3 separate regions of the Pan troglodytes genome follow, and all the other regions are linked to region 3. A link is a contact called in public Hi-C data. All regions are on one chromosome and are shown on one strand. The core of a region is the stretch at or near the end of the contact, and the rest is flanking DNA. Distances in the headings are between cores, read along the strand shown.

Region 1 (4,246 bases), core at 513-3,012, 140 kb after region 3:
TTTAGGATAAGCCCTTAATAATAGTAAAGAACTAAGAAAATATAAAAGTATTATTATCATCATCACCACGTCCCACGTGGGACAAGCCAGTCTGATTTGTATTCTGGATATTGGTGAGTGTGTCTTCGTGCAAGTGGGCACTACACAGCCCTCCCACTACCTGCCTACAGCAATGCCGCACGCTGCAGAGACAATGCGCTAAAAGTTCCGCTCTATAAGAGGCATTTACACAACACTACCCAAAACACATCTGTACTTTCGAAGCCAAGATCACTGATGAGTCTCCAAATCAAGAGAAACCTTATACTACTGAAATCTCCCACAGCGAAGAGAGAAGTGGCCTCTATTAGTAAACTTTCACAAAATGCTTACGTCTATCATTTCTACACACTTTCTATATATACTTAACTGTTGGTGGGGGCACTAATGTTTCATTCACTGATTCTTGGCTTGTTTTATTCACTATGAAGAAATATCTTTGGCCAATTTTGTATAATTTTGCTTAAATTATAATACAAATGACCAACTTGAAATTCACCATCCTCTCGTTCAATCTCTAGCACTGATGCTAAAAAGTAATAAAACAGCCAAAACACATGAGAAAGCACGAACTTAAAGTCCCAGGCTGGTAACCTGAATTCCAAAGAATTCAGAATAAGCTGGTCCTTAAGGCGCTTGACTAGAGGTGACCGTTACTGGACGTCTTTAACCACTACAGCGTGTCTCGCTGGATCGGATGTCCAGCCTCCACAGCCGAATAAACCGGTAGTCTGGAACTGAAGGGCACCGGACCACGGGAAGGTGTAAAAACACTCTCCGTGCCCCTCGTTTCCTTGTCCAGAGTCTGAGCCGCCTCCCCAAGTGGCCGCACACGCAGGGCCCTGGCGAGGGGTGTGGAACGCATTCACCTTGTCACGCAGGTCCTGCACACAGGCCGGGACGCTGCGCAGGGACCCGAGGATCCGAGGCCTGACGCCTCCCTCTGCCACCGCCAGCCAGGGGCGGACGCGCCTCCGCGGGCTGGGAAGGTGTCCCCGCGCCGAGGCCCCCCGGAGACGGGAAGCGAACTCGACTCGGCTGGGCCAGCCCACCCGGAAGCCCTCCCCCAGCTCACACCTGCTGGCGCGTGACGCCCGGAGCCGCGCGCGCGCCCGCCAGTGCCTGCCCGGCCGTTCGGGGCGCCCCGGCCCGCGCGCCGGACGTCGCCCCGAGTCCCTCCCCGCCCCTCGACTCAAATCTCGGCGGCGCCCGCTCCCGCGGAGCGCGCGCTCAGCGCCGCCGGCAGCACCGGCCCCGCGCGCGCTCACGCCCCCTCCCCGGCCCGCTCCCCGCCCCACGCGCGCTCCCTCGCGAGGACACGCACACGCCGCGCCTCCGCTCACCGCCCCGGGCCGCGCCGCGCGCCCCCGGGGGCGACCTCGCCGACCCCCAGCCGCCCCGCGCCGTCCCGGCGGGGCGCGGGGGAGGGGAAGGACGGCGCGGCCGCCGCACCTCACTCACCGCCGAGCCGTGCCGGCTCCGAGTGCGCGGCGTTTCGCTGTGAGGCGAGGCGCGCAGTCCCCGCTTCTCCGCAGACTATGGAGGCGACGTCGTAGGGGGGACTGAGGGGCGCAGGGGTCACTCCCTCCCGTTTCGCCTTGCAGCAGCACGGGGACCCCAAAAACTAAAAACAAAATAAACAAACTTTCCCCTCCGCATCCCTCCCCCAAAACCACAACACAAACACTCGGGGGCCCGCCCAGAGCCCCACTCCATTGGCCGCAGGGAGGATGCTTCCGGCTCTCACTGGCTGACTTTTGTGCCCGTCAAGCTGTCGTTCCGCCCCTCCAATTCCTCGTTGCTGCCTTCGCCCCTCATTGGTTAAGTGCTTCCCGTTTAACGAGCTAGGATTGGCTGAGCTGCCTGAGCCAATCATGTGGGGACACACCCCCTCAGCATCCCAGAGGCCGCTTCCTCGGTCGAGGACCCAGAGAGACTCAGGGGAAATTAGAGCATGATGGCGGCCGAGGTCGCTTGGCGCAACCATCGTCTTTTTTTTTTATTTTTAGCTCATTAGTGCCTTGCCTCGGCGCTGTTTCCCTAAGCTCCTCTCTCCAACCAGTACTGCCCTATAACGGAATCCATACGCGCCGGCTCCTTGATTTATCCCCTCCGAAGTGCTGAGTGTGGGCTGGTTGTGCGTCATTGGACTGTCAGGATGTCACTCCCCAGTCAAATCTTCAAGCTATTGGTGGAACAGCAAGAAAGCCCGTCCAACAACAAGGGCTAATACCATTGGTTTGACTCCACTGTGTTATTTCCTGGCACCTTATTGGGCAAATAGGTGCGTCAGATCCGGATTCGCTCTGCTACGGTTAATTGTTTACTGGGGATTTGGGGTCAACTCTGGTTGTTTGGCCAGTAGTTGACGATAATAGTGACTCCCTTGCCTATTTTATGCCAAGTATTGGGCTGCTTTCTTCACAAACATTATCTGGTTAAACCTGGGAGTAATGCAGTATCCAGTTTTTATAGATGGGAAATTAAGGCTGGCGAAAGCTTAGAAAACTTGCCCAAGGTCATCCAGATACAGAGTCGTTGGTGGGCCTGGCATCTGGTCCTGGGTCAAACTGCAGAGACTTCACTCTTTTTATTATGCTTTAGTGCCTCCACCTTAGACAATGTAGTTGTCAGCCAACCTAGCATCTTAAAAACGTTTCATTTGGAACTCAAAGTCTTCAGTCAGTTTCTGGAAGTGACTTTGTTGGGGACTTACTATGGAGAGGTTGTCATTGCCTCCACCACATCTTCCTCCCCAGGACCCATTCCTCTCCCCTTTAAGTTAAGGTAGACATTTCTGCCTCCTTTTATGTGAAGCCTAGGCGCCACTCGCAACCCCTGACCAACCATCTACAACTCATTCTTTGGAGAGAGTCCTCAAGAGCTGGAAAACTAGGAGAAATCAAGTCTAAAGAGAGAGACAGAATAAATCGTCTTAGAAATGAATAATTTATTGCATGCAAAGAGAACAGCCCTTCAGCTCCTGGAAATCTTCCAGGATAATTGATGGTGAGCAAGACGTGTGCTCCTGGCTGGTGGCCACTGGGTTCTTTCCCTATAGCAGCATTCATCGAAGTGAATCCAACATTTCAGCCAGAGGAGGGCAGGATGCTTAGGACCCATTGCCAGTGAGCTTCTGCGACCGAAATGATCTCCAGGAGCACAACGCTGGACTCTAGCCCACATTCCATCTTGGGTAATTAACATTTTACCGTCCCAAATCCCCATCCCCTGTAGCTTCAGTGGGATCACCGCCCTTATTTCACTTCCTGATCCAAGCTGTTATGTAACCTCCTTGGCACTGCTTTAATAATAAAACAACCATTGTAACATAGTAACAATGCTCAACACTTAAGAGCCTTTCAGCAAATGAAGCCAAGGTATTTCATAAACGTCAATGAAGAGTAAGTGGCATGTATTCCTAGGGCAACTGCAAGAAGGACAGAAGAAAGATCATGCGTCAAATTCTAATATAGGTTGTAAGAACGTGAATCCTTAAAATTGTATGCACATACCCCATATTTGCCTTCCAGTATGGGGATTCTGAACTCAAAAACACAATGAATGAGAAACATTCAGAATCTAAAACCTTCCTAATCTTCAAAGTTGGTTGCTTGGACCCCTATTTTAGCACTTAAGTTGGTGCTTGACTTTCTGGGTAATTATTTGATACATTTCAGTTGTAAGTACCTTAAAGCAGATGGTTTCTTTTTCATCTCTGTGTCCTTCACATTGTTCTGATCGTAAAAGGCCCCCAAATAAATACTCAGTAAATGTTTAGTGAGCATGTCAGGCACTTTTACTAAGTTACAAAGGCTATGCAGATGAGTGATACACTCTCTCTTCCTTCAAGGACCTCAGTCGAGTAGGGGTGTCCAGCAGATAAGCAGATAACCATGATGCAGTGCTGTGAGAAGGTGCCCTGGAAGCAAATGGTAGGGACATGGGACTCCATCTCGGGAGGGACAGAAATGGCTTCCTGGAAGAAGTGAAACCTTCAAGGAGAACTAAAGAATGAGTTACGGTTAGCTGGCAAGAGACCGGTGATGTGTGGTGACCTACGACATTTGCTCTCTGGTGGCAGGGAGCAGAATGGGAATATCCAGAGATGGCCAAAGCCTGTTCTTCTTAGAATCTTTGTCCATAAAGGCCTCAGCAATTTGTCCACTCCACCTCATTGTGCCTTCCCTCCCAGAGACAAAACAAA
Region 2 (3,729 bases), core at 829-3,328, 160 kb before region 3:
CAGAAGTTCTAGACCGCACTGGAAAACACAGTGAGACCCATCTCTACAAAACAACACAAAAATTTGCCGGGCATGGTGGCGTGCACCTCTAGTTCCAGCTTGGGAGGCTGAGGTGGGAGGACAGCTTGAGCCCAGGATGCAGAGGTTGTAATGAGCCAAGATTGTGCCACTGCACTCCAGCCTAGGCGACAGAGCCAGACCCAGTCTCAAAACCTAAATATATAAATAAAAGTAAAAAGTCAGTTTCTCAGTCACACTAGCTGCATTTCAAGTACTCGGCAGCCACATGTGGCAGAACTGCCTGGAACCTTTACAGTCACAGAAGACATGACACCTCTGGGCTCCTTCCAAAGCAAAGCAGCAGAGGGCAGCACGGCCATACTGCTTCCTCCCCTCAAGCAATTTATCTTTTCAAAATTCATACTTTCCTTACTACAAATTTTCTGCATTCCTCCTAATCTCTTATTCTCCAAGTTTTTTCTTAGCTACTAAGTTATTATGCAATTTATGGTAATTTTGACACCCTAACAGATAATCCAAAGCCAAAATTGTATGCATTTCAGGCCAACAGAAAGAACACATACTCAGACTCTACATTCCAATTCCAGCTTGAAGCCATTTACTAGCTTTGGCGACCCTGGCAAAGTCTTGAGTACCACTACCCTCATCTACAGAATAGAATATCAGATGAAATAGAAAGAGTACACACTAGTACATCACAAACCACAACACATTAAGGTCTACTACTATCGCTATCTACGCCAAGAGTTTATTAAGTTGATGCTTCATTCTTCCATCTGTAAAACAGGTACAGTCATAGTATTTCATACCTACTCTTCAGGGTTGTTTGGAGGATTAATAAGCAACCATGTGTAAAGGGTTAAGACCCGGATCTCAGAAGGCACTGTCTGAATGTCTGCTGTTATTGTAGTGTATCGCCCAATATTTTGGAGGGCAGTGATAAGGGGAGGGAGGGAATCTAGAATGAAAGCTTCCTGTTTGGAGAGTTCCATGGTACAGGTCCTAGGCCCGAAGTCAAATTGTTTCCATGTTTACTGTGCCGTTTGAGAGGGCATTGCCAACTTGCTCGTTGTGGCACTTTCCTCTGAAACTTGAGGAGAAACATTATCGCTCTCTGGATCACCTTCAGTTTGCTTCAACTCTTCTGGAGCTATTTCTGAAACCGCTGGGCTAAGAAGTTCTCTATGCAGCCCTTAGAAAAGAAATTATAAACCCCGTTTAATAAACCCCTACCCGGAGTCTTCTCCTAAGAGGCAAAGCGGAGGCCAGTGAGGCGGAAACGGTGGCCTAGAAAACAAGCATTCCAGTCCTGTCACTAACTACACAGGCACTGTGGAAAACCAAGGGGCTACGTGCTCAGCTCAGGCTCTGGACTGCACCCAGGTTCAAATCCCAGTTCCGTTCTTAATAGCTGGATGGGCTAGGGCAAACAACAAGCTGTCCGGGCTTTGTTCTCCCCTGCAATGTGGGAAAAACACCATCAAGCCTGCAAGATCTTCATGGATTACACAAGAAAAGATTAGTGAAATAATGAGCACAACAGTACGAAACAAGCGCTCGGTGTCTGTGGTTAGCAGCGTACTCCTGCGGGGATGGCCAAGATGAATTCCCTGAAACTACAGGCTGAATTTCTCCCAGCCTCCTCCGCGTCTCGAACCCTCTCGGACTAAGAACACGTGAGGCAACAGGTGGCGGCTCCCGGATCTCCTGCCCTTGCTTTCCTGGGGCCGTAGCTCCTCAGGACAGAGAACACCCAGCCGAAAATAGCCGGGCCGCAGCTCCGGGGTGGCTAAGCCCAGCCCGGAACAGAGCCCGGCACGTGCTGGGGCGGGCCCGTCCCTCCCGGCCCAGCCCCTCAGCCCGGGATCCGTTACCTGCTCGGCCTCCGCCAGCCACAGCCACAGCTGCCGCCATGTCCGGAATTTATACCTGTCGCTAAACACGAAGCACATCTCCGGGCTGGCATAGCGGGAGGCAAGAGGTGAGCGGTAGCTGTCGGGCGAACCATGATCGCCTCCAGCTGCCATCCCAACCCTGCGACCCCGCCAGGGTGGACTGGACCAGGGAAGAGCGGAAGCGGAAACCTGGAGGCCAGGGCAGGACGGGGCGGGGCGGGACTTCCTTCACGCGGTCCCGCTCTGTGGGTTCCGGGCGCCCTGGGCGCTGCCGGCTGCGGAGAATCTCGGCTGCTTCTGCCTGAGAATTGACTTGGTTCGCTTCTTTGACCAGAAACATGATTGATGCTTCCTACGTTACTTAGCCGCGCTACCCTTTAGTTTTCCTGTCTGAAAAGAGGTACATTAAGACTTCCTTGGCCGGGCGCGGTGGCTCACGCTTGTAATCCCAGCACTGTGGGGGCCCCAGACCGGAGGATCGCTGGAGGCCAACAGATCGAGACCAGCCTGGGCAACACAGGGAGACCCTCCCGTCTCTAAAAAACAAAAAGCAAAAAAAAAAAAAAAAAAAAAAAAAAAAAAGGCCTGCCTTTCGGGTTGTGCGGATTCAGTGTTAGAGCGGTGTCTGGCACACTTGGAAGGCCGTGTGTACGCTTGCTGTTACTCTTATTACTGTCGCCCCACCCACTCCTGCCCGCGGCGCACCGAGCTCGGCTCTAAGGAGAAATGAAGATACCCAAGGGGAATCGGCATTTACTGCGCCCCCAGTGAGCCGGCTGCGGTGGCCTACGCCTGTAATCCCAGCACTTCGGGAGGTCGAGGCAGGCAGATTTCCTGAGCTTAGGAGTTTGAGACCAGCCTGGGCAACACGTGAAACCCTGTCTCTACTAAAATACAAAAAATTAGTCGGGCATGGCGACCTGTACCTGTAGTCTCAGCTACTTGTGAGGCTGAGACAGGAGAATTTCTTGAACCCGGAAGGCGGAGGTTGCAGTGAGCCAAGATCGCGCCACTGCACTCCAGCCTGGGCGACAGAGCGAGACTCCGTCTCCAAAAAATAAAATAAATAAATAAATAAATAAATAGAAATAGAAACACTCAAATGCCCCCCCCTTTTTTTTTTTTGACAGGGTCTTGCTATATTGCTCAGTCTGGAGTGCCAGTGGGGTGATCACACAGGAAAGGGTTCATCTGGAGCTGTTAAGAGCCAGGTGTCTCAGCTGGGCACGGTGACTCACGCCTATAAGCTCAGCACTTTGGAGGCTGAGCTGGGCAGATCGCTTGAGTCCAGGAGTTGGAGACCAGCCTGAGCAACATGATGAAACACTGTCTCTACAAAAAATACAAAAATTAACTGGGTGTGGTGGTGTGCACCTGTAGTCCCAGCTACTTGGGAGGCTGAGGTGGGAGAATCACTTGAGCCCAGGATGTTGAGGCTGCAGTAAGCCATGATTTTGCCACTACAGCTTAGGCAACAGTGAGACCCTGTCTCAAAAACAAAACAAACGAAAAGAGCCGGGTGCCTGCACCCTCTCCACCTGCACTTAACTCCTAGCTCTCTGCCTTTTACGTGAGGAATCTAAAGACACTCAAGCCAGGTGTGGTGGCTCACGCCTGTAATCCCAACACTTTGAGAGGCCGAGGCGGGAAGATCGCTTGAGCCCAGTACTATGCTGCTTTGAAATTACCTGTTTCTGAGTGCCTTACTAAAATGAGACCTGTGGAGGAATTCCAATTTTAACTCCCAGTTTATTTGCTGAGAGTTAACTTCACTTTTCCAATAACCATAATATTTCTAGACTATTACAAGTAC
Region 3 (4,005 bases), core at 769-3,268:
CTAATAATCACTATGGTAATGAGAGTATATGGCCTTATCTTTATAAAATAGTATAGTATTCCCTTAATAGCACTGAACAGCACCTTGCACTGCATAGTACAGGTATGCCATCTTTGGACACCTTACCAAAGAAATCAACTTAAAAAGGAAAATCTTGCCAGGTGTGGTGGCTCACACCTGTAATCCCAGCACTTTGGGAGGCTGAGGTGGGCGGATCACAAGGTAAAGAGAACGAGACCATTTTGGCCAACATGGTGAAACCTCGTCTCTACTAAAAATACAAAAATTAGCTGGCCGTGGTGGCACATGCCTGTAATCCCAGCTACTCGGGAGGCTGAGACAGGAGAATCGCTTGAACCCGGGAGGCAGAGGTTTCAGTGAGCCAAGATTGTGCCACTGCACTCCAGCCTGGCGAGCAAGACTCCGTCTCAAAAAGAAAAAAAATTTTTTTTTGTAAATTTGGAACTACTGGTAACTCTTAAGTCTTTATCTCCAGACCGGGCCTGTAATTACTCCAGCCTTTCACCTGGATATCTCAGGATTCAACGATTCCAAAACTGAACTCATAATCTCAACCCCACACCTGTGCCTCATCTAAATGCACCCTAACTCAACGAATGGTGGCACCATTCCCACAAGAAGCCAGCCAGAGACACAGGTGTTATTTTACATTTCTCCAACCCCATCTTCTCATACCCAATGACCAACTCCTCCGAAATCTTCCTAAATGCCTCTGGAACTCATTCATTTGTCCCCAACTCTGTTGTCAGTCCAGGCCACTATGACCTGAGATTACTACAGTATCATCTGGTCTTACGTGCAATGTCCCAGCCAGTTTCCACAACACACCAGAATCGTCTTTCAAAAATCCAATCTGAACAAGTGACTTTCCCACTTAAAACCCTTCAACTGTTCTCAGGAAAAAGACTTTCAAACGTGGCTTATACACTCTTCTGCATCTGGTCAAGGCTTAGTTTTTCAGCTTACCTCTCATTTCTCAGATTATTTCTTCCCTTAAGCACACGACACTCCAACCATGTCAAAGTACTCTCTATGCTGTTCCCCAAATATGCCAATGTCCACTAGTGCCCCGTGGTCTTTGCAGAAGCTGTTATCTCTCTAGGTGTCCACCCTTTGTAACCCCCCAACACCCTGAGCACCAGCCAGCCCCTTGCATCTATTCTCTAACTTCAGCAGTCGTGTCTGGAGAAAATCTTCACACTACTGCTAGGCTTGTACTTGTACTTATCAACACCTGGCATGTGAAAAGCACTCAGTAATTATTTGCAGAATGAATGAGTAAACAGATCATTTTCTAAGTTTTTTAAAAAACAAATTCCAACGTCAATGAATGAAAGCCATTTTTCTGTCACCCATATTAATTCAACAGCATTGTATAAAGTGGGCAATGGACCTAAATTTTCATTTTGCCCATTGAGTCAAAACTGGCTGTTGTGCACGGTGGCTCATGCCTGTAATCCCAGAACTTTGGGAGGCCGAGGCAGGTGAATCACAAGGTCAGGAGTTCGAGATCAGCCTGGCCAACATGCCGAAACACTGTATCTACTAAAATATACAAAAAATTAGCTGGGTGTAGTGGCAGGCGCCTGTAATCCCAGCTACTCGGGAGGCTGACGCAAAAGAATCGCTTGAACCCAGGAGGCGGAGGTTGCAGTGAGCAAAGATCACGCCACTGCACTCCAGCCCGGGCGACAGAGTGACTCCATCTCATATTAAAAAAAAAAAAAAACCTAGTAATAATTTGGTCAAATAAACAGAATTTACATGTGTGGGCCCAGAATAATCACAATGAGGGAGAAAACGCTGTATTCAATGTTCTCCTTTGCCTTGTAAACTCTAAGACCAATTCATTTGAAATTGCTGAGAACCTTCTGATGCAAAGCACAGAATGTATGAAAAACAGCCAAGTAAACGTGGATACAACACAGAGGCACAGCCTGAAGGAAACTGGAGAGTTATGAAGAGACGACATCAGACCACAGGAATGTAGGGACTTGAATAAAAAGAAAAGGCTCCGTGCTGCTCCTGTCCTTGTGCAGGCTAAAGCTCTGTGCAATCACTGTACAGGCTTCATGATCCTGGTAGCCATGAGAAAGAACAGAGCCATTCTGCGGGGCCATAAAAGCCTTTCTGGTTCATTCAACAAAGGGAGATACAGCAAAGGGGAAGGAAACACTTACTAAGCAACAAGACTAGGTGCCTAGCCCTCACATATAGCATTTCCTTTATGCGTCGCAACAATATATTATCCCCATTTTGCTGGTGAGGAAATGAGCCTACCATCGTCACACAGTGAGTCCTGGTGACCTTATACTCACACATTTTCACTCAACATCTACTCCTGCCAAGCCCTGTTCTAGATGTTGGGGATACAACAGTGAGGAAAACAGATAAGGTCTCTGCTTTCAGGAAACCGGATAGTATTGTGGAGACGTACCATACACAAATAATTTCAGATGGTGATACAATTTAGGAGTGTTAAAAAAGTAAAATTGAAGGATGTGATAAAATAACTAGGAAGGCAATTCCAGGTTGCAAAGTTCTCAGAGGTAATGCAAAAGATAATTTTGAAGAGATAGTGCACAGAGCTAAAGACAATGTTTAATAAAGTGACTATCAAGTCAAACCTTCAATGAAGTCTCCAAAACTACCAGAAGCAAAAAATTACCACTCATTCCCTGATTATCAGAAAAGATAACTAAGGAGTTATCTCAGTCATAACCTAAAGCAGTAAGTTATATAGTTAGTCACCAGATGGCAAATATTTCCACATGAACCAAACTATTGAAGGCAATGGGCCAAATTAATTCTTAGATGCCCCAGCACCTACATCAGTGCTTAATAAATTACTGCTGAATAAATATATGATGGAAAGGAAAGAAGAAAACAATGTTAAGATGTCACTGCCATGAGTTAAATAAATCCCTTTTCTGGCCAAGTGGCTTCAATTCACTCCACCCTAACCCCGACACCCGTCTTAATCACAAGAAGCAGGTGAGGAAAGTGGGATTAGAGTAAATCCACGAACAATACTGTACAGAGAAACAATTAGCATATGCTGTCCCTCTCCCCAGCCACCAGACAGAAACAAGTTCCACTTAAAGAAGTCTAATATCTAAATAACTAAAAATTATTAAATGGGGTAATTATTTGGCTTCTTTTTTCTTTTTTCTTTTTTTTTTTTTGAGACGGAGTCTCCCTGTACTGCCCAGGATGGAGTGCAGTGGCACAATCTCGGCTCACTGCAACCTCCGACTCCTGGGTTCAAACGATTCTCCTGCCTCAGCCTCCCGAGTAGCTGGGATTACAGGCAGGCGCCACCACCCTCGGCTAGTTTTTTTGTATTTTTAGTAGAGACAAGGGTTCACCATATTGTCCAGGCTGGTCTCGAACTCCTGACCTTGTATCCACTCACCTCGACCTCCCAAAGTGCTGGGATTACAGGCGTGAGCCACCACGCCCGGCCGGCTTTTTTTTTTTTCCTCTTGAGACAGGGTCTAGCTGTTTCCTAGGCTGGAATGCAGTGGCACGATCCTGGCTAACTGCAGTGTCAACATCACTCGCTCAAACTATCCTTTCACCTCTCAGCCTCCTGAGTAGTTGAGATGACAGGCGTGAGCCACCATGCCCAGCTAATTTTGTTTAAAATTTCTTGTAGGGACAGGGTTTTGCCATGTTGCCCAGGCTGGTCTCAAACTCCTGAGCTCAAGCAATCAGCCTGCCTGGGACTCCCAAAGTGATCACAGGCGTGAGCCACCACGACTGGCCTATTTGGCTTCTTTAAGAAATTTTAAAACAAGGACCCTCCTAATGCAGATACTCAGATACTTCTGTAACCTGCTCTGAATATTGCACATAAACTGCCAAGTTGTGACGATCTGTTTACCAATAATGCTGACCTGGTACTCCTTGAGGAAAGGGACAAAGTACATTCATCTATCTGCATTGCCTCAGGGCTGTGTCCAGCTTAAACTGCAGATGATC

What was found. A called contact is a pair of places that touch in the nucleus more often than the background predicts.
Region 1: a Hi-C map of stem cell-derived neural progenitor cells shows a contact between it and region 3, with 3 times the contacts expected there. The contact joins the promoter of TNRC6B here to the enhancer-like site in region 3. A contact is called at or near these places in 1 of 7 Hi-C or Micro-C datasets (stem cell-derived neural progenitor cells) and 1 of 1 datasets of contacts at active chromatin or transcription factors (stem cell-derived excitatory neurons).
Region 2: a Hi-C map of stem cell-derived neural progenitor cells shows a contact between it and region 3, with 2.9 times the contacts expected there. The contact joins the promoter of ADSL here to the enhancer-like site in region 3. A contact is called at or near these places in 1 of 7 Hi-C or Micro-C datasets (stem cell-derived neural progenitor cells) and 1 of 1 datasets of contacts at active chromatin or transcription factors (stem cell-derived excitatory neurons).

What each region holds. Positions count from the first base shown.
Region 1 is chr23:42,039,653-42,043,898 of NHGRI_mPanTro3-v2.0_pri, reverse strand. It overlaps TNRC6B (trinucleotide repeat containing adaptor 6B), which reads right to left and starts at 1,762. Exons shown (of 25, transcript XR_010156023.1): 1 at 1,501-1,762.
Region 2 is chr23:42,341,460-42,345,188 of NHGRI_mPanTro3-v2.0_pri, reverse strand. ADSL (adenylosuccinate lyase) reads right to left here and starts at 2,078. Exons shown (of 13, transcript NM_001280160.1): 1 at 1,896-2,078. The coding sequence starts at 2,048.
Region 3 is chr23:42,178,299-42,182,303 of NHGRI_mPanTro3-v2.0_pri, reverse strand. The region is part of intron 4 of TNRC6B (trinucleotide repeat containing adaptor 6B); the gene reads right to left. Among named protein-coding and RNA genes, the nearest start is that of TNRC6B, 140 kb to the right of the region's middle. Within about 2 kb of position 2,018, at least 4 of the 24 cell types and tissues checked have an H3K27ac peak or open chromatin away from gene starts, as enhancers often do. A contact at or near this core is called in stem cell-derived neural progenitor cells, where this site is marked.